Linked DNA regions of Mus musculus: regions 2, 3 and 4 are each linked to region 1. Evidence: chromatin contacts called from public Hi-C and HiChIP or PLAC-seq data. All regions are on one chromosome and are shown on one strand. Each heading gives the region's core, a stretch centred on a gene start, on an enhancer-like site or on the middle of the called end of the contact. The rest is flanking DNA. Distances are from core to core; before and after follow the strand shown. Region 1 has its middle 250 kb from the start of Pvt1. Region 2 holds the start of Pvt1 (Pvt1 oncogene). Region 3 has its middle 170 kb from the start of Gm41333. Region 4 has its middle 210 kb from the start of Gm41333.

Evidence for each region. A called contact is a pair of places that touch in the nucleus more often than the background predicts. HiChIP or PLAC-seq counts read pairs in DNA pulled down with a chosen protein or histone mark.
Region 2: a contact with region 1 is called in an H3K27ac HiChIP or PLAC-seq map of embryonic fibroblasts, with 14 read pairs. The contact joins the promoter of Pvt1 here to the enhancer-like site in region 1. A contact is called at or near these places in 1 of 15 datasets of contacts at CTCF or cohesin (the NIH/3T3 cell line), 7 of 484 Hi-C or Micro-C datasets (the N1E-115 cell line, adipose-derived mesenchymal stem cells, bone marrow-derived macrophages and 4 more) and 4 of 115 datasets of contacts at active chromatin or transcription factors (the NIH/3T3 cell line, the SCID.adh cell line, embryonic fibroblasts and 1 more).
Region 3: a FOXA1 HiChIP or PLAC-seq map of pancreatic cancer cells shows a contact between it and region 1. The contact joins two enhancer-like sites. A contact is called at or near these places in 1 of 15 datasets of contacts at CTCF or cohesin (the NIH/3T3 cell line), 3 of 484 Hi-C or Micro-C datasets (the N1E-115 cell line and nephron progenitors) and 1 of 115 datasets of contacts at active chromatin or transcription factors (pancreatic cancer cells).
Region 4: a Hi-C map of the N1E-115 cell line shows a contact between it and region 1, with 4 times the contacts expected there. The contact joins two enhancer-like sites. A contact is called at or near these places in 5 of 484 Hi-C or Micro-C datasets (B cells, the N1E-115 cell line, adipose-derived mesenchymal stem cells and 1 more) and 1 of 115 datasets of contacts at active chromatin or transcription factors (Th17 cells).

The regions. Positions count from the first base shown.
Region 1 is chr15:62,285,827-62,288,888 of GRCm38.p6, forward strand. No RefSeq gene overlaps it. Among named protein-coding and RNA genes, the nearest start is that of Pvt1, 250 kb to the left of the region's middle. Within about 2 kb of position 1,670, at least 75 of the 459 cell types and tissues checked have an H3K27ac peak or open chromatin away from gene starts, as enhancers often do. A contact at or near this core is called in the N1E-115 cell line, the NIH/3T3 cell line, bone marrow-derived macrophages and 5 more, where this site is marked.
Region 2 is chr15:62,036,515-62,039,576 of GRCm38.p6, forward strand. Pvt1 (Pvt1 oncogene) reads left to right here and starts at 1,472. Exons shown (of 5, transcript NR_132747.1): 1 at 1,472-1,687.
Region 3 is chr15:62,499,560-62,502,621 of GRCm38.p6, forward strand. No RefSeq gene overlaps it. Among named protein-coding and RNA genes, the nearest start is that of Gm41333, 170 kb to the right of the region's middle. Within about 2 kb of position 1,647, at least 61 of the 459 cell types and tissues checked have an H3K27ac peak or open chromatin away from gene starts, as enhancers often do. A contact at or near this core is called in the NIH/3T3 cell line and pancreatic cancer cells, where this site is marked.
Region 4 is chr15:62,461,368-62,464,429 of GRCm38.p6, forward strand. No RefSeq gene overlaps it. Among named protein-coding and RNA genes, the nearest start is that of Gm41333, 210 kb to the right of the region's middle. Within about 2 kb of position 1,509, at least 64 of the 459 cell types and tissues checked have an H3K27ac peak or open chromatin away from gene starts, as enhancers often do. A contact at or near this core is called in the N1E-115 cell line and uterus, where this site is marked.

The DNA.
Region 1 (3,062 bases), core at 420-2,919:
AGACTTTAGCACCATGTTGTGTAGCTCAGGACGCCCCATTCCGCAAAGGAACCTGCCAGTCTACCTAGGGGATTGCACTACCATTTCAGTGTGACCAAAAGTAAGAGAATAGAAGTCAATGCTGGACAGAATGTCACCATATTTGACATTCCTTCTTGATGGGAGAGCAGTGCTGCCAACAGAATTTGCTCCCCAGCCCGTCCTGGGGTGGGAGCAATTGGTGGCAGTCACGGGCAATTGGCAATGCCAAGTCACGAAACAAGTAAATTGTGTTGCAAACCTTCGAGATTGGCTGTATGACCACCACATCTGCTCTGCAAGGAAACACCCATCTCTACATCATAATGTGAGATTGGCTTGTGCAGAATGGCTTTTCAGCCCAAAGCTCCATATGGAAATAGTATGTTTGACATGCTGAAAGTTTAGATCCATAGTCCAGTATCACTGCCTTGACTCGAAATATGTTATCCTCCAAGGTTTGAAAGTGTGAAAATTGGAAAAATTAGCTTATCATAAAAGGTAAATGATTTTCTTTGTAACACGTTTGCATATATCACCATTTGTTGACCACCCCCCACTGGTCTCACCTGTCTCTCTGTACATCACATATATTTTATTATCCTCTCTTAGTGCGTCTCCTACTTCCTTTCCCTCCCCTTCAGGGCATCTCCATAGTCTCCTTTCTACCTTTGTGCCTTACAGAATACCTGTATGTATGTGTGTTAAGTGTTGCTTTAAAACCATAACAATCATACTGCTACTGCCCAGAGCAGTGAATGCTCTGCCAAATTATCTTATTTGGTTTTCGACAAAAGCCTCACGAGGCAGGTAGTTTAATTTCCACTTCCCAGACTAATAAAAAACAGAAGTTCAGGACTGTTCCGTAATGCATTCACAACCACACATGCAAGGAGAGGGTCAAGATTGAAGCCAGCATTCCTCTCGTGCACAGACCCTAATCTCATTACTTTTTACTCATGCATTTCCTCCCCGAGCTGGATACTAACCAGCTGAGCCACATACCTTACTCAACAGCGATGGCTGCAAATACTTTTGTCTGCTTATATGTAAAGCAAGCTACTTAGGAGACAGTGAAAATGACATTAGACATAATACAGAGGCAGAGTCTGTGTGCAACTGTGTCTTGAATGCTTAGATGAGATGTTTTCGTTTCTGTATGCTAGGATCTACAAAATGCATCCCGTTGCTTGAGCCCACTTGTTACGAGGACCTATTCACAGTAGTCACTCAGCTGTATCAAAAGGTCATGAAAAACATCCTGTGGAAAGGCTTTTTTTTTTTTTTTTTTTTTTTTTTTTTCTGGGCAGAGGATCTAGAGTATTTATGAGTCACTTGAAGGCTCTGTTTCCCTCTAGAGATGAGACATTCTAATTCTCCCATCTGTTGAGTTTGACTTACCACTTTCCCCAGAGGAGTCTTGGAGGCAAGGAGAAATCATGCTGACTAAATGGTGGTTGAAATTTGTAGGGTGACTGTTCAGTTTAGCAGAGAATAACTAGAAGGCACACTGTATCACCGCATTTGAAAAATCATTAAAAATGTTCCTGCTTCACATTCCTGTGGCTCCTTAAACTCAACCCTCCAGAGGACCTTCCTCCCTCCCCCTGCCAGCTAAAGCTGTGTCATTCTGAGCTGTGGCTATTGGTCATTTCCTGTCTCATCCATCCAAATGCTTGTTTTATTATGACTGCCATGAGAATGGGCTCTGAGCTAGGGACTGGGTTTCACAGCCATTGGCGGATGTGTTTCCTCCAATGTGGGAGCAGAGGGAAAGAATGCGGGATTCGCCTTCAGGAACCTGCATGCAGTCACCAGCTCTCTGCTAGCACTTGTGCTCATGGGTGTACTACTCAAGCATGTCTCTTTCAAACTGTATTTCTTTTTTGAGTACTTAGAATATATTAGTCCTCTGCTAGATATTGGGAACTGGAAGTACACAAAAATACAATAAAAATAGATCCTCCTATTTTTAGAATTCTGCTCTGATGGGAGACATAAAGTACACTAATAAAATTAGTACAGATGTATGTTGGTAAAATGTATGCTTTGCATGTGCTAATTTAGAGAAGGAAGCATGGGGTTTTGCATAGTATAGTTTTCTATATTAGACAACTATAATGACATGAAATCAGCTTTAAAATAAGCCTTTCTCCACTCCTTTCTTTCCCTTTCCCTCTCTCCCTTTCTCTGATCATCAAGTTCTGTCAATGTATCTGGTAGTGTTGATGTTTATTTTTTTAAAAAATTAAGATCTTTTTTTTTTACTTCATTTAAAGTGTCTGAGATTTTGGCCTTCAAGTATGTACGTGAATTCCTTGCTCATGCCGATGGGTGGTTGTCAGCCACCCTCTGAGTGCTGGGAACTGATCATGGATCCTCTTCCGGAGCAGGAAACAGACTTAACTCTTGAGCTGTGTCTCTAGCTCCCTTGATATGTATTTTGCTAAATAGTAATGGAGACATTCATGCTTGCTTCTGCTTACTAGCATGATAACTTTTGTATTCATTCATCTTTTCTCAGTTTGTATCTTAGTATCAAGTACGTGTCTTATATGAAGGATACAGTCATTCCTTGGGTGCCCTTTGCTTGGAATCTTTAGTGGGTTCAGAGAATGTAATTGTTGGTTTGGTTAGATTCGGGTTAGCCATATGGCTCCATGCTCTGCCATTCATCTCAGGCACTCACTTTCTGTGTTCTCATTTGTCAGGAACTTTTCAGCATTTAATATCTTACTCCGCCTCGTGCTTATATTTCTTTGGTGGTTTTCTAGTGATTATTTTCTAGGAATTATAGTTTGCTTCTTTGAGTTAATGTTGAACGAGGAAACCTGTTTTTATTCCACTTTCAGTTTTGAAAGAAGAGACTTGGTTCATGATTTGGCTTTTCCCTTCCTTTATCTTCCTGTCTCCCTCTGTCTTTCTTTCTTTTTTTTTTAATTTTTAATTTTATTTATTTTTGTTTTTGTGCCCCTTTCTCTATTCTTCATATGTTGAATCTAAGACCTAGTACATGTTAGTCAAGCAGTCTATCACCAAATTAC
Region 2 (3,062 bases), core at 222-2,721, 250 kb before region 1:
CCCAGGGAAGGGCAAACTGGGTCGAGACTAAAGCTGAATGAACCTGGGTGAAGGTCTTCAGCCGTTGGGAGGTCTAGTGTACAGGACTAACTGGAAGGAGCAGGTGGCATCTTCAGGGATTTGTTACTGAAGTTGTCTTTAAAACTGGGCCTCTGAGAGCCTGTGGTTGCTTCTCCCCAAGGTCGCAGCAGGTGGTTTGGGAAATGTCTGACACATCGAAAGCACATACAGACATAGAATTCAGAACCCTCTTCACTCTCTAGCACAAGAAGGAGATAATCTGAAGGAGATAATCGGAAGATCTGTTCGGTCACTCTCAGGGTGGAAACCAACCACACACAGCGCGATTATCCGTGCATATCGCACTGGCACACACGAGTATGGTAAATTTTCTCTTCAACAGAGACATCTTCATGTGGCTAAGAAGTAATGAAAGTGAAGACATTGAAGGGGGAACGTAGAGGGAGGGAGGAGATAAAGACTCTCTGAGAGATTGAAATAAAGTGAGGTATAGTGTGCTGAGAGAAGAGTGGACCCGCGTTACTTTCCGCGATCCTGGTATCACCTAGTTATGCAACCCGCTTTCCACAGGACTCCGGTTTCCCTCTAGGATCTGAGTCTACCTCATCTTTCATTCCCCTTTCTGGTTGTAGCACGTTGCCGCGCTTGACTAAATGGTACTAGAGACGTGCACCTGTTCGGTGCTGGATTGAATACAGCGAAAAGAATATCGTGGTATACGCGTGCCTTTCACACCAGCCTTCGTTCTTTGCAGAGGCTTTTGCACATTTGAGAGGTTAGTGTAATACCCTGTACGGACCAAGAATGGAGGATGCTGCAGACAGGTGGTCCTCTCTCAGCTAGAGTTTGCTTAGTACGTCCTTCTCTCCAGAACCACAGATGATGGATGGTACCCAGGACTGCTCTCAGATGAGAGTTCTGAAATAGAACAGATTCGGGGGGGTCTTCTGTAGGAACTACTGACCTATTTTCTGAGCAGTTTGGTCCTTTTAATTCACTGGAGTCTCCTTCCCTATCCGAAAAGTGGGAAGACTGCTAAGCTTCAAGGTGAAGGGGGATGGGATGTCTACCTTAAAAAGGAATAGTGTGGGGGAGGGGAGGGTGGGGAGGGGAGGTGGGAAAGCTAGTTGACCTCGCCTGGGCATAGCCCCAGGCTGTGTGGGACCTATGTAGGACCTAGGTTTGAGTGCAGCTAGAACCTCCCAGCCCAGGACTGACAGAGTGTGCTCTCTACTAGGGCCATCTGGGCATTAAGCAGCCTCAGTGGCACGCCACCTCCATGCGGTTCTCCTCTCAGGCTTGATGCCCCTTCATTGCCTAGGGCAGCAGGCAGAGGGGCGAGCTGGATCCCTCAGGTCAGAAACCTCCAGACACCAGGAGATCGGGGACACACGCGGCCTGCCCGGTGGCGCGCGCTTCTCCCCCTCCCCCGCGGCCGGGAGCGAGCCGCCGTGACGTCACGGGCCACCCGCCAGCCCCGCGCTCTACCAGGCAGAGCGCGTGTGGCCGCCGAGCACATGGACCCACTGGTCAAGCGGGCTCGGCAAGGCCAGGATGAAGAGAAGCTACGAACTTAGCATTCCCAGAGCCCCCCGAGTGGATATCCGCGTGGAAAGGATGTTGGCAGCCCCGGTGACCTCGGAGTCACGGCTGGATCCACCCTCTTGTAAGTTCCAAGTTTATCCCCTGGAAACTCTGGAGCCCAGGGATGCAGAGTCTGGATAGAGGAAAGTGGCTTTTGCATTCCCACGAGCGCGTGTTAACCTTGCACTTTTCCTCATCACTAGACTCGAGATTGCCAGAGAGTTTGGGTGTGGGTGAGAAGTGTGGGTGCGAGGGAGATTTCCCAGGATGGCCTCTACATAGAGGTAATTCTGGATTTATGCACTTGATCAAGAGCCCATTTCCTCAGGTCTAAAAGAGAGAGACGCCCCCTGCAATCAGCGCAGATTTGGGGCCGCTGATGTGGTTTGGAGGCCTCATTTACGAAACTGGAAGTCTGAGTCTAGTCTAGTGATGCTCCCTCCATCCTTGGCCAGCCCTCCTCCGAGACACCCCCTCGGGGCAGAAAGAAGGTGATCTCCTAAAACTCCCTGTGTCAGGAAACTTTCTGTGCTTTTGTATTGCGTTCCTGTGTTCGTGGAAGGCCCCCACGCCTTCATCCTTGCTAATTCTTTTTGGATAGCTTGTTGCTTTAACTAGATTGGCCCTTTCTTGGCTAGTATTTTCTGCTGTACCTATGAGTGGTGTGGGAGAACTGTGCAGACTTCCAGGAAGCGCAGCCATGAAGCTACATGTGCCTATGTGTAGACACATCATGGATTTTCTTACTAGTTTACTAGTGGGTGATAATCTGTCCTTTTGAGCTCTCCAGAACGTTCTAGAAGCTTAAGGAGAGAAATCACTTAAGAGAGTATAGGGAGAAGTGAGGTTTTTGTTTCCTTTCTGCTCTTGTGTTTTTAAGGGGTTGTTGTCATTTGACCTAGAGAAAGCCAAATGTGTGTGTGTGTGTGTGTGTGTGTGTGTGTGTGTGTGTGTGTGCCTGCCTGCTTGCCTGTCTGTCTGTCTGTTTGTCTGTCTGTGTGTCTGTGTGTTGGGGAGGGCTAAGGATGCAGGTCTCTGTTGAAGTGCATGTGGTAGGATGTTGCAGGCCTGTTTTGCATATGGGCAGTGACAAGTTTGGGCTTGTTCACTTGCACAGTCCTATGGTCATAGCTAGTCCTTCTTAAAGCTCTAGCCAGTGGGAAAGCGTTTGTGTTTCTATCCTTGGAGCTCCAAGTGGGACTTCTTAAAAGATTTAGAAGGAGCAAAGCTGTCAGGAAATCAGAAACGTCACATGGACTCCATGACTGGGAAAAACCTCGTGGTGGCCTGCTCTCAGTGCTTGGATGTGTGCTAGTTACATCTCGGAGGTGAGGATGTGCCTTACGGTTATTTGAACTCAACTAGGTTCATGATGGATCTGGTGAGACATTAAGGCTGGTTTAAGACATTGTGGGCTATTGTGCTGGGACCCCCACCCCACTCTGTTAGGGAGTGAC
Region 3 (3,062 bases), core at 397-2,896, 210 kb after region 1:
TAAATAGGGAGTCACTGATAATTTTAAATAAGAGACTATAGGGGAGGAATAATAATTTTCTTTTGTCATGATTTTCTAGGTGCAGCAAAAGGTAGAACAAGAGAACAAACAAAAGGAAACTCATATGTTCCTGCAAGAAAACCCACAGAATGTAGCACGGGTTCATAGAGTGCATCTCTAGGAAAGAGACTGAACCTCAGACTTAAATATTAGCACCTTCTGGAAAAAAAGCAAAGTTCTTCATAGCAAGATGGGTAGGAAAAGCCCCTCAAACAAAGCTTAGTTGTGCTCTGCAGCTCACACTCCATGCCTTTTCCAATTTCTCATTCTTCAGTGATTTATTTAATGGGTCTTTTTTTTTTCCTGGTAAGAGGGAGTCTCTCTCAAAGTTAACTTCCTCTATAGATGTGGCTCTTCTTATAAGAAGGCAGCTACTTTTTAAAGAACTACTCTCATGTCTATATGCTTTAAAATAACAAGCTCAAAATAATCCTACTGCTAAAGAGGCACATTTTCCAGTCTATAGTCTGGCCTTGTACAGTCATACCTTCAGTCATTGTTTTCTGGGTTCCATTAGGAGTGAAATGACCTAAAGTTTGGACTTCTTGGAGCATGATGCTGAGTAATGTAAGAAGTCTGTATATGTCTACTTTCCTTACCTGTACAGTCAGGATAATGGGGGCTTTTAATTAGCTAAGCACAGTAAGCACACACGTAGAATTCTAGCACCTGGAAGATAAAGGCAAGAGGATCAGGAGTTTGAGTATCACCTCTGTTGCACAGTGAATTTGACACCAACATGTGTTATGTAAGACTCTTAAAAACATTAAAAAAGGAAAAGAAAGAAAACCAGCTAAGATTTTACTCAGTCATAGTAGTACATTCTACTACATTATGGTTTATTTTAGAACACTTACTGTCAGTAAAGACCATGCATTGGAAACCAGTTAGAGATGGGAATGTAAACATGATGAGGGTGTATGTGCTTAGATCAAGGAGATGACAAAGACTTTGTTAGTGCTCCGCCAGTACAATATAAGAATGAAAGTAGGCTTGGAAGGAGGCAGAAGACAAAAGACCTGAGAGAGGCTAGGAAGTGCTTAGGTTCATAGGTCAACAACTATAGTAATTATTACTGGGATATGATCCTTCTAGAACCTTTGTCCTTAACCTGCCAAACACTAGTCACTACTAATGAGACTGTTTATCTTCAGATAGTGAAGCTTCCTAAGGCTTAAGTCTTACTTCAATCGTGTATTTGGTACCCAGCATGACAGCACAATAGGTGATCAAATAAATTCTTTGTGACTTGATTTTAACTTGCTTCTTCTAGCAATAGTATGTTAAGTCCTAAAGCAGTGAAAACTAATGAGTGAGTTCCTTCTTTGACCTTTCAGGGGTAGAAGCAAGCATGCTAACAGGGAGGAGATATAGTCTAGACTTGCCCATTTTAACCAAGTTGCTGGGTGCTTTTTGAGCATGCACAAGTTCACTAGGACCTGTTTATTGTCCTCTAAACGGTGTGCCAAATGCTGCATTCCTCTCTGCTTTGTCATGCATCTATGATTGCTAGTCACATGGTAACTAGTGACCATGCTCTCATCTTATGCAATAGCTCCCGGTGGACTCCTGGTCAGGGGATAAATGAGGCGATGCATTCCTGAGTTATGACTGGCCTGCTGGGTCCACTTGCAGGACACCTTGCTCATCTACACCGTACCCCCTCCCCCCCAGCTTCCTTAACAGGTTTCTCATTTCTCCCCATAAAGATCATGTTTCAGGTTTTATGTTGAAACTTTGACAGCCTCCTCTCCAGAGGTGACTTCAGAAACCTGATGAGAGCCCCATTAGGTTCAAAAGAACTGCTTACAAGCAGGGGCAGAAGGGCTTGGAGGGGTAGGGGAATGAAGTCTTCCTAAGTACTGGAGGCAGGCACAAAAATGGATGCTTTGCTTTAGAAGACAGGATGTGGCTTCATCATTACCAGCTGTTGTATGTTGGCACAAGCCCCTCTTCTCCATCATGTTACTTTCTTGTTCTAGAACATGGGAATAAAACATTTCCTCTTCAGGTTGCTAGGACAATATATCCAGGTGATGATTATAAAAGAAGCCCCAATAGGAAGCTTCTATACAAAGCCCCTATATTCAGCTCGCTCAGAATAGCTCATGCAGAGCTAAGATAGAGTTAAATAGAGCAAGAGACATTTTTTGGGGGGAAATGTTGATGGAGGATGAGAAGAAATAGAAGAAGCTTATCACGCTGTGAAGGGAGTGCTATCCCTAGAGAAGGCCATGAGGAAAGCAAGAGGAGTCCATTGAGCCACAAGCCATAGAACATTATTTCTTGGGTCTCTGCTAGGCAGGTGATAAAACACAGAATAATGATTCTGGTCAGAGTCCAGCTATAAAGGGACCCTTTGGTTTTAATATATATGTAGCCCGCAGGATCTAGGTGGAAATAGCCCACGAGTGTGAGTTTCACTCTGCGTGCTAGAAGAACTCTGATGACGGAACAGCTGGGGACTATGGGGTTCCTATGTTCCAGTCCTTAGGTTTTCTGCTGAGCAGACATCTTGATATGAACCTCTCTTTTTTTTCCCCTATCACTTTCTATGACCATGTTATGCAGCTAAAGATTTCTATCATACACTTTGTTAGTGCAGGTCTGGTGTAATAAAACTCTATAAATATGTTAGCATAAACTTGAAAATGTATTATTTTACAATTTTTGAAACTTGATCTTCAAGATAAGGTGTCTATAGGATTTTTTTTTTTAATGGGTAGACAATGCCCTTCTTTTGTTTTCTTATTGTCTTTCCTCTGGTGTTTGGCATAAGAGTAGTAGTTCACTTAGATCAGGACCCAGTTGACTTTGCTCAAACTTAATTACCTCCTGAAAGTCCTTATTTCAAAACATTGTCTCATTGTGGATTCAGCCTTGACTGTGTGAGCTTGGTGAAAAGAGTTCAATTCTCATGCCTCTCATATATATTATTCAGTAAATGGGTTTTCTCTTCCTTTCTTTCTCCATGTTATTCATTCATACATTCATTTACTTAG
Region 4 (3,062 bases), core at 259-2,758, 180 kb after region 1:
GAGACAAGGCCTCTCACTAGGACTAGGGAAGTCACTGTTTAGGTTATACTGTCCCGAAATGAGCCCCAAGTATGCTATTGTCTATTCTTCTACAGGACTATAAGCCTGGGCCACCACGCCCAGCTTCATATCCAAACCGTAGAGACTGAAGTCAGTTTCTGATGCTTTCAGTGGCTGAGCTACCTCCCCAGCCCCTTTCTTCTTTTTTTTTCTCTTCCCTACCTCTACTCCTCCCCTTTTCTTTGTTGTGGTTTCTTCCAAGCTGTGTACAGGGGAGGAGGGGATAATCATAATAAGTAGGGGTTCTAGCACCTGTTAGTGGCTTGGCAGGCTTTGTTCCCACCATGTTTGAAATGCAAAGGTCTTCATGGATGCTCTCGGGCATGGATCATTTCCACTTCCTTAGAGCATCTCATTCATCAGGAGACCAGTTCTCTTCTAAAAATAGCTTAGTCAACTTTTCTCTCTTGGTATGAGTATCCAAAGACATTGAGGACTCCTACCACCGTCATCAGTTCTAGAAAACAGGTGCATTAGGGCAGAAATGAGCAAGATCTGGCCCAAGACCTTGGATCCATCACTTAATAGCCTGTGAACTCGAGTGTGGAACTTGTGCTGCTTCGCTGGACACAAATTAGAATTGACTATGAAGAGGAACCTCAATTGAGAAAATGCTTCCCTCAGATTGACCTGTAGGCAAGTCTGTGGGGCGTTTTCTTGATTAATGATTGGTGTGGGAGGGTCCAACCAACTGTGGGCAGTGCTAACCCCAGATATGTGGTCGTGAGTGGTACAAGAAAGCAGTCTTGGCAAGCCATGAGGAGTAAGCCAATAAACATCATTCATTCCTCTAAGACCCGTGCTTCAATTCTTGCTTCTAGGTTCCTGTCTTGAGTTCTTGCCCCAACTTCCTTTCATGAGACTGTAAACTCTAAGATTAGATAAACCTTTTCCTACCCTAAGATGTTTTTTGGTTATGGTGTTCCATCTCAGTAACAGAAAGCAAACTAACAGATAGTAACTTGAACTCACAAAGATTCAGTGTCCAGTCTCTCACATGGAGATCAAGATTAGAACACCTCCTAGGATGCTTAAGGGTCCTAAATGAAACTGGGAATCCCAGTGCTTGAGCAGCGTTTGAACCCTGTAGGGGAGACTTGATCTACAGTGATGAATGTGGCTCCGGAGATCCTGAAATTATCACATTTGAATCAAATCATGCCCTGCCGAGGATAAATAACCCAAACGACCGAGAAAACCGAGAAAAAGAACATTTACTGACCATCCTTCCTCTTACAAAAGTCTCTGAGTGACCCTCATTGGCAGTAATGTGTGGATGCCACGCTGCCCAGGGAAGATAGAAAGCAGCTGGCCCACTCACTGTGGGGAAGCCCCAGCTGACCCAGCATCCTGGTCTATCTGCAGTCACAGTTGTAAGGCAGGCCTAGTGCCAGGGCCTAGAGGCAGAAGAACAGTTGGAGGAGGCAGGGAGGGAGGGGGAAGGAGGAGAGCGCCAAGGAGACTTTGCAATTATCTCCCCGAGACTGTTTAGAATGTAATGTTCCTCTCCACCCCCTTCCTTTTCACATTGTAATTTTCTTCACAGAAAGAGCACAATGGAGAACATATTCCAGGCTGCAGAGCTCACTGCTAACTCTGACAACCCAGACATGGGAACAGATAAGGAAAAAAACACAGGCTCTTTTTTTTTTTTTTTTCCCACCCTAGAGAGATTGCAGTGATTGAAGCTAAGAAATCCAGTTATGTTTGAACATCGTATTACCTGCCCACTTAATGGTTTGGATACGATCTGTCCTTGATGCTCAGCAAGTTTTCTCTGTCTGTTTTTCTTGCTGGAGAGGCTGCCTCTGCCTTTATGTTCACCTCTAATTTCCATCTAGGTGAGAGGCTGCGGTCAGCCCAAGCTGCAGTTGGCTCCATCTCTCTGGATTTGACTCAGTGTTTAAAAGATCCATATTTTCTTCTCACCTGCGTCTACGAAGTAGGGTACACTTACGACTTGTGGCTCCTTCTCAGCTGCCAGGTGGCCCTTGGATGGGCACAGGACAAGGCTGGAAGAGGGGAATAAGGAAGCCGCCTACCTTGGATATCGCCATCTCTGTCCACGTCCTTTTAAAATGATTTATCATTTATTTGTATGTATGTTTCTCTCTCTTTCTCTGTGTGTGTGTTCATGTGTCTATGGAGACAAGGAGAGGGTGTTAGGTCTTCTGGAACTGGAGGTACAAGACTTTGTGAGCTTCCCTACGTGGGTGCTGGGAACTGAACACAGGTTCAGCACCCTTAACCACTGAGCCATTTCTCCAGTCACGTGACCTTCCTCTTTCCTGTCATGTTTCCCTTTAGCTTTAAGACAGGGTCTCGTGTACTCCAGGTTGGCATTAAACGTACATTGTGGCTGAGGATGACCTTGAATCCCTGACCCTCCTGTCTGTACTTCTCAATGCAGGAATTACAAGTCTGTGCCACTATACGCAATTTATGCTTTCTTATTCGGGCTTTATGTATGCTAGGCGAATGCTCGACTACCCGAGCTTTATCCCCATTCAGGTTGCATTTTAATACATATCACCAAGTTACCCCAAGAAGGGTTGTATAAATGCTACAGAACACACAAGAGGGATCAGGACACACATCTTTTTTTTTTTTTTTTTTCTCCTCTGTATTCACATGGACCTGTCTGCCAGAGTGGTTTTCTCAGGATATCTCTTGGTGCTATTAAACAAATTAAGTGCTCTCTTATTAATCCATTTTTCTTCAGGGGATTCCATCATTATTGAAAAGACATATAGACCCCCTCCCCACCTAGTCATTCTAACTGAGATGCCCTAGATGCCCCAGTTTCCAGTTGGCATCATGATGCATCAGAAGCTAATGTACCCAGACCATCTGAGCTCAGCACACACCACAATAGTTCATTCAACCCCAGATTTGAGAGGAGTAAGAGGCATGTGCTTTTTAAAAGTTGTTACCATTTATTGATCATGTACTATGGGGTCAGAAGTTTCCAAATGCAGAGTCATTAATTATCAATAAAAAGT